Regions from separate parts of the Anser cygnoides genome. Here regions 1, 3 and 4 are each linked to region 2. A link is a contact called in public Hi-C data. All regions are on one chromosome and are shown on one strand. Each heading gives the region's core, a stretch centred on a gene start, on an enhancer-like site or on the middle of the called end of the contact. The rest is flanking DNA. Distances are from core to core; before and after follow the strand shown. Region 1 holds the start of CCDC112 (coiled-coil domain containing 112). Region 2 holds the start of GRAMD2B (GRAM domain containing 2B). Region 3 has its middle 20 kb from the start of CCDC112. Region 4 has its middle 42 kb from the start of FEM1C.

Region 1 (2,700 bases), core at 94-2,593, 190 kb before region 2:
GCAATGGCCTAGATAATCTAGAAGTGCTCTCAATCTGCTCTAAGGAAGCTGTTGTAATGCTGCCACAATTTTCATTTTGCTGGTATCTTTTATAGGCTTTAGTTCTTTAGAAAGGTAAGCACAGCTGAGTAGGAAAACTAAGAACTCAATAATGCCACATGCACTGCACAGCTGAGTAGGAAAACTGGGAACTAAGTAATGCCACGCACACTTTCATTCTTGGGTTATCAACATGGTGCAACAGCGAACTAAAGAAAATAACTGACTCAAGTCCTGGTAGCAATTAGAAAAACAGGTCATCTTGAAGCTCATGACCCTATCCTAAACAACCAGAACTGTAATAATCTACCTGAAGTCCTGAAAAAAATGAAAACTTTGCCTAAAATTTCATTACTGTGAATTCTTACCTGGAACTTTGAGTTGTATTATCTCCAGAACAGCATGAAAATACAGTTATGATTGTCTTTTACTTACTGAGTTCTTAACTTTTCTGCTGTTCTCACGAATTCTGCTTTCTTAGCTTGTTCTGCTTTCATCTTCCAGTTCTGACACTGTTGACCAGAACCTGCAGTACTGAAACAGCTGTCATTCTGTACATAACAAAATGGAGTATTATTCAAAAACAGTATTTTATTTTTAAATACTCATAGGTTATTTTTAAGCAGACAATACCACAGTGCAGAGATAACAAACAAAAGCACTACTTCTGTTTTATACTACAGTAATCCAAATAATTTTAAGTTACACAGGTATAAAATTGAAGTGATGATAAACTGATGAGTGTATATAAAAATCCATTCTTCAAAGGAAAAATGGAAAGAATGCAATGTCAACTTGCTTTCACAGATGCTGCTGATCACACTACATACCACCCTAAATCAAGATAGTATCTGAAGATTTGGAGGTAACTCGCTACCTGACTATACAATCTTATGTTATCTACATGTAATCTACATTAGGCAGATTACCCCATTTCATCTCGTTAAAGGAAAGCACTCGCTTAACTTGTGAAATCTGCTCAAAATGCCCTGCAAACTGTTAACTCTTACTCACAGCAACCCCAAGCAGTCTAAAGGCACCACATGCTGGGACTACTGACAAACACGGGCTATGAAACTGGATGTTGTGAGCCTACTATCTGAGGTCAGCCCGGCAAACCAGCAGCTCCTGCTTCAGCCCTCTCCCCGGGCCGCCCGGCGAGGCCGGCTCCGCGGCCAGGCCTTTACCTGCTGCCGCCCGCCGGCCGCCGCCGCCACGGCCGTTGCCAGCGCAGCCATCTTGGCCGCGGGCAGCCGCCGCCGCCCGCCCCGCCCCGCCCCGCCCCGCCCCGCCCCGCCGGGAGATGGAGGCGGGCGGGGAGCCCTGCAGCCGCCGCGTATGTCTGTCTGTGTGTCTGTCTGTCTGTCTGTCAGTGTGTTTGCGAGGGTGTGTCCCTCTGTCCGGGCTCCGTCAGGATAGGAGTGCCTGGCGTTGCTAGTTACCGTGGTAATAAACGCTGGCCGCGGCAGGGCGTTCCTGGAGTCGTTTCTACCCACGCTGCCTGAGGGGACAGTGAAAGGAGTTCAGTTAACTCAAAACAGTAACAGCAACAATAATAAATAATAATAATTTGGACCAGAACCCCCTGGTCTGTTTACACGGTTCTACAGTGGCCATCTTTCAAGCTTGGCCACTCCTCTGTTGCTTTATAGGAAGCGGTATAACATGACAAAGGACTTAGTGGTTCTGACACAGACCTGCTGGCTCTTTAGGGAACGGTGGTCACACGAAGCCCCAAAGCCTACAGTGATCTGGAAGGGAAATCTGACCTGAAAAAAGAGCCCAAGTCCTGAAATCCTGGGATTTCAAAAGAAGCAGGTGGGGTATGTTCAAAAGGCTTTCACCACCTTGTCAGAGGCAGACAGTGACTACATTAGGCTCCCAGCCACCCTTGCTTTTGGGTGAGAAAGTTGTAATCCGGAGTGCCCATGACCTTCCAAGCCTTGCAGGCATGTACTCAAGGTGATGACCATGTGGAAAAGATAACAGGCTCCAAAGGCTCCAGACTATCTGACCAATGCCATTTAACTCCCCTGAGCTCATTTGAAGAGCTGAAGCCACAGACCTAATGTCACAAGCAGGAGTCTCTTCAGAGCAATGTACTCCAGTAGCCAAAGCTGACCTGAGGTGTGTACACATCTAGGGATGTGTGGATGCAGATCTATCAAATGCAGAGCAGCAAGTGATGCTTGCTGTATGGTGTCACCATATCCTGCTTTTCCCTCAAGGGCTGGTTTTAACTGGGAAGAGCAGTGTATGGTTGCAATTTGGCTACGACTGATTCACCATCTTGGATGTTTGATTAAACACAGTCTCTTTCTTACTCTTTCAAACTCATGGAGCATCCTTATGACTGGCTAAGGTTTTGTTTATGTCAGGATTTAGGGTTTTGTATTGATTACTTCCTTCAGGAAGACCAGACTACATCCTCATTATCCTGACAGGAAATAAAGAGCTTCATATTATTCAATACATTTTTGAACTCTCAAGATTTTGTTTTTCACACAGATATACCAATCAAACTTTTAAGGAGTTGCTAATTAACATTTCTGCAGAATAGAAATAATCTATTCATGCAGTGGCTTTGCTAGCTAAAAAGATTTTATGATCTGGTGTTTTCCCAGCTGTAGAACACAAAAGCATTCACAGATGCTAACCAAA
Region 2 (3,026 bases), core at 264-2,763:
GCAAACTTCTTATTGCCCAAACTACAAGTGGTTAAACATAACCTACTTGTGTTGAACCCTCTGTCCACCACTGTATTTATTCTGTACTTACTTGCCTAACTGGAAAATAAGAATAAGAGACGCATAGAAATACGTATGTGGATGTTGTTTTAAAAAGCAAGCGCTAACTAAATACTTCTAGGTAAGAGCCCCTGAGAGCTCTAATTAAAACTTCAAATTTATGGTTCCTTATTGTGTGTTCAGACTATTGAGCATTATCTCTCTGACATTTGAATTGGAAGAAAATACATTATACAGGTATAGTATTAAAAAGCCCAAATAACATTTCACAAGGGGAAAAATGAGGCCAGCAGATTTATTTATACTCGTGACCCAATTAGTGATACAAGCCATCACCCAGCTACAAAGAAATTTAATTTAGTCACACAAAGAATAAATAGAGGTGTTCCCTGCAAATCAGTCTTCAAGGTGGACATGAACAGATACGAAAGACAGAGCTTACTAACGAATTTTCATGTTGGTTAAGGAACAATAAATATTTAATGTTACTTTGAATAGCTTTTTAAAGATAATTTATTCATAATGGGTTGACATAGATAGTGGTGATGTTTACCTGTCCCTCTCCTGCAGTAGATGGGAAGGAATGAATGCAGAGTGCGAGCAACCCTCTGACTCTGCATTTCCTCATTTATCTGTGCTGTCTAAAATGTGCATGATTTGTCCAGAAATCTTCCTTACAATGAACTCTACCTCATTATAAGTTCACAATCCAACAAGTCCACACTTCTAAAGTAAGAAAAGAGATTTCACCTTGAAAATCATTTGTGATTGTTCTATCAGAAAACCCATTAGCAATCTCAACTTACATGAATACTCCTTTTTCTGATGATATCATTTCTCTTGAAACATAATTTAAAAAACATTGTAAAGTTTCCTATAGGCCAAAACATACATCAAAATATTTTGTCAAATTCCGTGTTCTAACCCAGTTTAAATTTGTTTTGTACAGAGACAGTAGATAGTATTTGATAACCTTGCAGAGGTCATTTAAAAACTTGAGTTTATATAGTACTATACACACTCAAAGCCCTGCTTCAGTGTAAAAGTTACACAAAGAGAGAACAACACCCTCCTATCCCCCCCGACAAAATTCTTCTTTACACTCTCCCCTTCCCAGCGCAATCAGTAATGCAAGATAAATTATCAGCTCTGTGTGCATTGCCTTCAAAAATTAAGTTTCCCCATCAGGGTATTTCCACTAGTGTTTGTCCCAGTGCCCTCCTGTGTTGCTGCCCTATCCCTCCTGGCATCAAGTATGTAAAGAGCACCCAAACGCCCCTGAATTTACCTTATAAATACTGATCCAGAACTCTCTGTAGGGCTGACTGGAGGAGGGTCATTACTTGACTTTCGGAAGCTGCTCTGACTTTCAAAATGAAAAACCGAGTCTTCCAAGGAATTCCCTTTTCTCATCATGTTAATGGTGCTAACTGCAGAGTTAGGTAAGTTTGGGTCTAGAGGGATCCTTCAAGCACACGGCCTTTCACTGCTGTAGGAAATGCATTCTTGGTGTGACTCCAGCTTGGACTGGCTTTAAAATCAGTTAATCAGTAACACATTGATGTGACATCACGAGGTTTTTTTCTTTTATACCTGCAGCACTTCATAGATATACTTTGAAACAAATCTCATCAAGTTTAGGTGTAGTATGTCTTTGGAAAGTCGATACTAATAGCAATAAACTGTTTGGATAAATTTAAGAAAAAAAAAAAAAGACAAGAACTCTTAATTCAAATGATGTTGCATTGCCAGGCTCGTACTAAATGTAGTAATATGATCTGTCAGAAATTCTACTTTGTGAATTACCTGCAGGTCTCTAATTTTCCAAGTTTGAACAACATAAGAGTGTATGTTTCAGAAGTGACTATATCCACCTGTTTTGACATGCCAAAGTCATTATATTGCACTTCTGCAGTAACATATTTGTGCACATGCATGCAGGTAGTTGCCATGAAATAAAGTCATTGCAGTTCTTCTTAAACACAGAAAATCTTTTTAAATCTCAGCGCACCAAACACCAACTGAACAAGGCCAGTTTGCCTAATCATTTTTATTTATTTATTTTCCATAGGAATTGGCAAACATTAACTACAGAATTGCATGGTTTACTGTTTGTTGAAGATGACTATAATGATTAGGTTGGTCAAAGAAATGGTAAACAACATTTCTTTAAATTGTGAGCCATCCCATACAACTGAAGTAACACCCCAAGATCTCCAGAACTTCTGCTAATCTTCATTTAGGCTCTGCATGATAATAAGCCCTAGTCTGTGAGACTGAATAAACATGTGGAGTGTAGCTCTCTCTTTCTATTGTCAGCATCTATAAATAGATTATGAAACAATACAAATGCATTTGGACTGTTCTCAAATTTTGCTACTAAGCTGAATGAAATCTAGTCAAAGTATTCTGTCTTTCTGAATGTGTCATTCCCTGTTCACCCCCCTTCCCCCAAGCCCTACCTTCCTAATGACTTAAAACCTGGTTGTTGCATTTTTGAAGATAAAATTCACTTTGAAGTCAGTATTAGCCAAACTGTAATGGACTCTGTAAAGGACGGAAACAACAGGAAGAACAGTAACTATTAAAATACAGGATTAGCATAACAGTCAAGAAGTAAAGGTAAAGATGAAACAGTCGTTTTCTTGGAAGTGAAAATTCCAAATAAATGTGACTCTTTCTTTTCTTGAAAGGAAAAAAAAAAAGGAATAATGTACACACTCTTGATCCTCTTAGATATTCCCTGTAAAATGGAACAAATGAAACAGCCTGTATTTAGGAGTGGTGTTCAAGCTGCTCAAAATTTTCCTGAGTTAATTTTTCAGAAGGAATGCATCTTTCAGTAGCTATGCTATACATCTTTGCTTCTTGCCATCAGAGCCTTTTTTTTTACTTTGGTTCTGCTTGGTTCTGTATGATCATAGACTACAGGCACAGGGCTGGTGAGCTATGCAGTGTTTCTTTAT
Region 3 (3,015 bases), core at 104-2,603, 170 kb before region 2:
AGGAAGGAATTAAACACTGATTTTCCAACAAAAGAAACATCCTCAGCTAATGGGGAAACCATGAGGACCTGCCACAGGAAAAAATCTTAAGCATGTGTTTATTGTTTAGTTTTAAGTATGTGTTTTCCTTTCCATACTTTCCATCCGAACAAAAGGAGTTTTTTCTAAAACAATGTAGAATTTGCTGAATGTTGTTGGTCCATTTCAGAAGGTTGATGAGCTCCTCTGGAAAAAAAAAAAAAAAGCTATTTAGGAGAATCACAGGAAGAGCCTGCAGTAACCCATGCACCACAGAGCTGTTGGCTTTAAGTGGAAAAGAAATATGTAGAGTGTGCTAAAATAGACCAGCCAGGCAAAGCCAGCCTGGGGTGAATGTGCGTGTATATATGTATCGCACATTTAGTCAATGTCAGTTCCTTTTTCTTGGGGAGACAGTTTGGTATTGATTTTTTTCCAATGTCTGTTATTTATGTGGCAGTACTATTATTATGTGGTATTATTAATTTTGTAACATTATCATTAATGTGGTATTATTATGGTATCGCTAGTGTTATTATCACAGGGTATTTTTCCAACATTTGATATTTAGTAAACCATAGGCGCAATTATGGTTTACGATTGGCATGCATGTGGCTAATCCATCCCAGAAATAGACTCTGTGTAGGCGGGACTGCTTGTGTGCTGCTCTCTGCAGACCCACTAGGCTGTTTCCTACTGGGAAGCCAAAAGGAGGTCACCATTTGTTCTGAGCGAAGATGCTCCTGATGTGATTCCTGATTTTGTTTACATCACAAATGCATTCCTTATTGACACATATAAAAGGCAGGACAGAAGCAAGCCCTGTGCTTTTGAGGTGGGAAAATGAAGTACCATTCAGCTACGAAGCTCAGATTTGCAGAGAATGAACTTCGCACAAGTACAAACGTATGTTTATCAGATGGAATGTGCATCAACAAGTGCCATTGCCCAACTTACCTTGCTTTGATCGCATCATGTCGTTTGTGAAGCTTATCTAGAGAGTGAAGCAAGCGGTTGACATAAAGTGTTGCCTGAACATAGAATGAACTTTGATCAGCTATAAGGGAACACAAGCAGGTTACTGGAATTGTTCACATCATGAACCCTTTATTTTTTTTCTGTGGGGATCTGACACACTTCAAATTAAACTGAAATTAAGAGTTTATATATATATATATATATGTATATTTCTACAAAGCATTGCAAATGTATATAAACCAAGAAGAAAGCAGAAACTTCAGAAGTATATACTTCAGTGACTAAGCAATCTAGATTTTGCCATTTCTGTATCTGAAAATTCAAGAAACTTGATTTTTGGAAACAAAGCTCTCTGTGTGAACTGAATGGGCCTGTATGGCTTTTTTGAGCAACCAAAAGTAATGGTTCAGTCTGAATTTGAACTAGCAACGACACTATATAATTGGATTTGGTTCCATTTGATTTAGTTTTTGTTTTTTACTCCTCTTCAGCTGTTCTCTCTTAAAAATGGAAGATAGATTCATTCATAGAATATATGACTGGGTAACCCACTGGAACATGTAGTGTTTTTTGTTGTTGTTGTTGTTTAGTTTAGTTCAAGCATGAATGTTTACTTTCTTCCTGAGAGATTTAATTTCCATCCTGAGAGATTTAAAAGTCCCAGAAGAGAGGCTGAAAACCACTGTGACTCTTCCAGGACTGGGGCCGTTGCCAGCCAAACCACCTGAGAGGTTTGAGAGGGACCCCAGCTCCTCACGTTACTGCAGTCAAGACTTAGGCAGGGGCTGTCCTGATTTCCCCAAGGTCATGAGGCTCCTGTGTTTTTCGTGCTCTCCTGAGAAGACCTTCTTCTCCTGAGAAGAAGGTTTGATATCCAGGATACATGCTGCAAAGCTCAAGATTCGAAGTTTTCTGGGACACTTTTGCCATCTGCTTACTGTGGGATAGGTCTCATCCCACCAAAATGTAGTTCAAACTCAGGGTATCTGTGCGTTGTGGCTGGTATCAGGGCCACCTGAGGACAATTTCATTCATTTGAGAATTTCTGGGGCAAAAGGGTCCCTCGGTTCTGGCCTCCCTCTATGAAGCGAGCAAGAATGGACAGGCAAAGGCAGTGCCAGGGCTCCCTGCACACGAGGGGCCTGCCCAGAGCAGCACGTGGCTGCTGGTGAGCTGGGTGGTGTGGTTGAACTGGGATGGAGCAGCTGGCAGACAGCAGAGAGTGGCACCTTGCATTTATTTATGGTTTTCGTGATGGATTTCTTACCATGCATGAATAATTTTTCAATTATTTGGGCAGCAGGTACTTTTCAGAGAAAACAAAGGTCCTCATTTTCCGCAGGGTAGTGTGCCTGTTAACATTAGTACATCTGTCAGAGACTCCTGCTTAGCATATATGTCCTCTTTAATGTTCGAAGTGCAAGAAGCTTAGCAGATTCGAGAGGACACCAGCATAAAAAGCATTCCTCGTTCATCAGTGGATACTTAGGAAATAAACAGGACACCGGTGCGGTAGGAGAACAAATGTTACAGCCACATGACCTCTCTGGCGAGTCCACATCCACTTCATCAGCCCAGCACAGCCTGCCCTTCTGCAGACCCCCTCTGGAGACTTGCATTTCTCTGTGGCGTCGGTACTGTGGACGCAAACAGGCTATCTGTCCCTGCCTCGCATTTCATTTAACACCAGCTTTGTGCAAATGGAAACTGATGATTCACAGGGATTGTTCTGGGCCTGGTTCATTAGAGTGTGGAGAAAATATCACAGTGGCTGTTCCAGAGAGGGCAAAATGATGTACCCTGAGTAAACACACTGTACTGGCTGGGGAGCTCCCTGCAATAGCCCAGCTTTACGCCTCCACGTGCATATATCTCTTCTGCCTGACTCCGAACCGAGCTTATTTATGTCAAGGCTACTTGTGAAAATGAAAATGCTGTTCATCCAAAGTAGTCAAAAAAATGCATTGAGCTTCTGGCTGGCACAAAACCAAGGCCTCAGTGCTTCGCACAAAGTGTCCC
Region 4 (2,981 bases), core at 242-2,741, 140 kb before region 2:
AGCATGGGTGGGGATATATGGCCACCCCAAGGCTATTGTGAAAGGAAGCTGGTCACCTATAAAGTTTTGCAGGATCAGCAAAATGAAGTAAGAAGTGAGAACTCTAGGAGAACTGGTTAGTTTTAAAACACCATATGTTAAAGTCTGTCACTTTTCTTTCTCACTTAAGGGTTAAAACAGCTCTTATGAGAGGAAGGAGGTTAACGTGATTTATATTAGAAATTATGATTGTTATGGCAGAGAAATCAGGGCAATTATTTTTATTCATGCCTACGTTCTGGCAATGACATTTTACATCTCTTATGCCTGTGGGACCCTGCTGAAGAGCTGCAGATGATATTATCTGCTGTGCCTCAGCAAATCAGTGCAGTTGGTGTGCTGGCAGGGCAGAAGCAGAAAGACCTGAGCAAGAAAGCAGGAAGAACCACTTTACATTTTACACCCTTTTCCAGGGTAGTTATCAGTGTGCTCAAGCCAGCGGGGTTACATCAGAGATGAATTTAGCCTGTTATCTGCAGAACTTTCCAATAGCCTTGTTGTTGCTGTCACCGTGTTGCCACTTGAAGACATTCATGGCATATGGGATGTACTGAACACACAAATCCTTCAATTACTCACCAAATGCCGTGAAACTTGTAGGTGGCTCAGTACTCAAGCAGACAGCATTTGCAGTGCCTGGTTACTAGCAGGATGCCATGTATGAGCCCAGAGAGAACTTGAGAAATTTGTAGATAATTAGTGTGGACTGGGAGACCTGAAACGTTTCAGATTTTTCTGTAGGTCATTAACCTAATGTGCATCAGGAGCTGAGTGTGTAGCAGCTAGTTCACAGTAGAGCACGTTGTTAATACCAGGTCTGCAGCTCTTTAAGGTAAAGCCCACCTCTTAGCATGTGCTTAGCTAGATCTCAACCAAAGCAAGCTCCAGACACACATGGGCTCCCAAAACTCTAGGTGTTGTAACAGAGGTAAATCAGTGCATAAAACACAAGGCTGTCTTGTCAGAGGAAGCTTTGAACAGCTATATTAACCTCTGAATAAATAATATGTTAATGATTGACTAAAATGTGTAAGCAGAAGATTTCAGGTTGACAAATCACCTTTGGTAGGCTATACAAAGAAGAATGTAGCAAATCATAGAGCTCATGTCAAAGAATTATTTAGAAAGTCCTGAGGGGAAAAGAGATCATATGAACAACTGGGAAAGTGTCGTAGGAAAGCAAGGGGAATATCCTGTGATATAGGTTATGACAGCTGGGACTGAGTATGTTATTTCAGATCTACTTAAATTGGCTCAAGATTGCTTTGCCTCAGACTGAACTAGAAAAATAAATTGGGAAGGAGCTGCTTCCCCAGCTCTGAAGAGGGTGGGAAAAGCCAGGTGGCTTGGGATGTGCAGAAGGTATTTTGGGAGCTGTGGATTAAAAGAAGGCAGAATTCTTGCTAGTGTGTCATATCGCAGGGACAGTTGCCATAGCACCATTTACTGCTAAGAATAGATTTGTATAGCCCAGCTGCAGGTCAAAATATTTATGACTTAAGATTTTTTCAGGGCCAATTCAAACAAAATGCATTTTCCCTGTACGCAAGTGTTGAAGAGCACAGGATGTAGCTCACACACGCCAGCCCCAGGTGAGGATGAGGTGGGGTAATCTGACACAGACACTTGCTATCGGGTTCCACGACAGCAGAGCAGCCTGTGACATGTGGCCCATTGCACCTGGATTGTATTTTGGGATGCCAATTGACAGAGCTTGGATTGTGAGGCATCCTGTTTTAAAACAGAAGGTTTTGTGAAATAGGGGAATGACTGAGACAAAACAACGATTGTCAATGATTTCTCTCTTCACCCAAGAATGTTTCCTCTGCAGGGAACCTGGCAGCAAGTCCCATGCTGAAGCGAGGAGACTTTGGCATCCCGAACGATGATGTTCCCTCTCCACAGCTGCCTTCACAACTTGGTGAAAGCCACCAGGTGACCACCAGAAGCAGGTCAGAGGCACCAGGACAAGGCAGCCTCTGCCAGGCGCAGAAGTACCTTGTCCCTGAGCAGAGCTTTGGAGGCAGTGGCTGGAAGCAGGCTGCCTGGCTGAATGTGGGCTGTGCATTGGGGCACTGCAGGAACTGCTGTTGCACCCTCGGTAATCAGCAGGCAGAATCACAGGGATGCTGATCAGCATAAAGCCATTCCCAGCTGTGGGGAACCAGAATCTGACCAGGGAAGCACGCTGTTAATATTTCACCCTCTGCCATGCCATGGACCCACCTTCACTGCCTCGCCTAGACCAGGCTGCACACCTGGACCGTGGGGCAAAGTCTTACACAGCATTTGGCCTGACTTGTAGCAGGCTTGAAAAGCAGAATGCAGACAAGTCTTCAGGAAGGAAAACAAAAGATGTTGACAGACTCCATAAAAATGACCTCCTTTTGTCACTTAGGTCACTTCTAACATGAGACAGCATTCATTTATGCGATTCACAGTGTCAGCCTTCATCACACACTTGATTAAACCCAAGAGACTTGCTACGGAGACAGGCAAGTTGCAGGCAGGGGATGCTGACTCCTTGTCAGCAGCTGTGGGGGATTATTGTGTTCTCATGAAGTATCAAAGATGGGGAGAACAGGGTGAGGAAGAACAGAAAGGTAACCACAAGACTGTCATCTCCAGGGGATACCAATTAAGTACACTGACTCCACGGAGAAATACCGATCCACGTTCTGCTACTTCACTCTGATGCAGAAAAATTAGCTTGTTCCATGCAGGGTATCTCCTAGTTGCCTATCTTCTGCTGTTGCCACAGGATCACAAGATCGTCATTTTGAAACTTGGGTATGTAACATTAGTGAGATCGACAGGGGACACATATTGACCAGAAAAAAAAAAAATCAGTTCTTAAAAGTCACCAAGAATTTCCTCTATTCTTTTTTATTTTATTTTATATTATTTTTTTTTACATGCTTGAGCTACAAACAGAACTTCCC

What was found. Hi-C and Micro-C count contacts between places; a contact is called where the count stands out from the background.
Region 1: a Hi-C map of liver shows a contact between it and region 2, with 2.8 times the contacts expected there. The contact joins the promoter of CCDC112 here to the promoter of GRAMD2B in region 2. A contact is called at or near these places in 2 of 7 Hi-C or Micro-C datasets (granulosa cells and liver).
Region 3: a Hi-C map of liver shows a contact between it and region 2, with 2.2 times the contacts expected there. The contact joins the enhancer-like site here to the promoter of GRAMD2B in region 2. A contact is called at or near these places in 2 of 7 Hi-C or Micro-C datasets (granulosa cells and liver).
Region 4: a contact with region 2 is called in a Hi-C map of liver, with 5 times the contacts expected there. The contact joins the enhancer-like site here to the promoter of GRAMD2B in region 2. A contact is called at or near these places in 2 of 7 Hi-C or Micro-C datasets (both in liver).

What each region holds. Positions count from the first base shown.
Region 1 is chrZ:22,843,855-22,846,554 of Taihu_goose_T2T_genome, reverse strand. CCDC112 (coiled-coil domain containing 112) reads right to left here and starts at 1,343. Exons shown (of 10, transcript XM_066987714.1): 1 at 1,227-1,343; 2 at 475-590. The coding sequence starts at 1,277.
Region 2 is chrZ:22,651,141-22,654,166 of Taihu_goose_T2T_genome, reverse strand. GRAMD2B (GRAM domain containing 2B) reads right to left here and starts at 1,513. Exons shown (of 14, transcript XM_048049927.2): 1 at 1,349-1,513. The coding sequence starts at 1,476.
Region 3 is chrZ:22,823,744-22,826,758 of Taihu_goose_T2T_genome, reverse strand. No RefSeq gene overlaps it. Among named protein-coding and RNA genes, the nearest start is that of CCDC112, 20 kb to the left of the region's middle. Within about 2 kb of position 1,353, at least 2 of the 3 cell types and tissues checked have open chromatin away from gene starts, as enhancers often do. A contact at or near this core is called in liver, where this site is marked.
Region 4 is chrZ:22,792,726-22,795,706 of Taihu_goose_T2T_genome, reverse strand. No RefSeq gene overlaps it. Among named protein-coding and RNA genes, the nearest start is that of FEM1C, 42 kb to the right of the region's middle. Within about 2 kb of position 1,491, at least 2 of the 3 cell types and tissues checked have open chromatin away from gene starts, as enhancers often do. A contact at or near this core is called in liver, where this site is marked.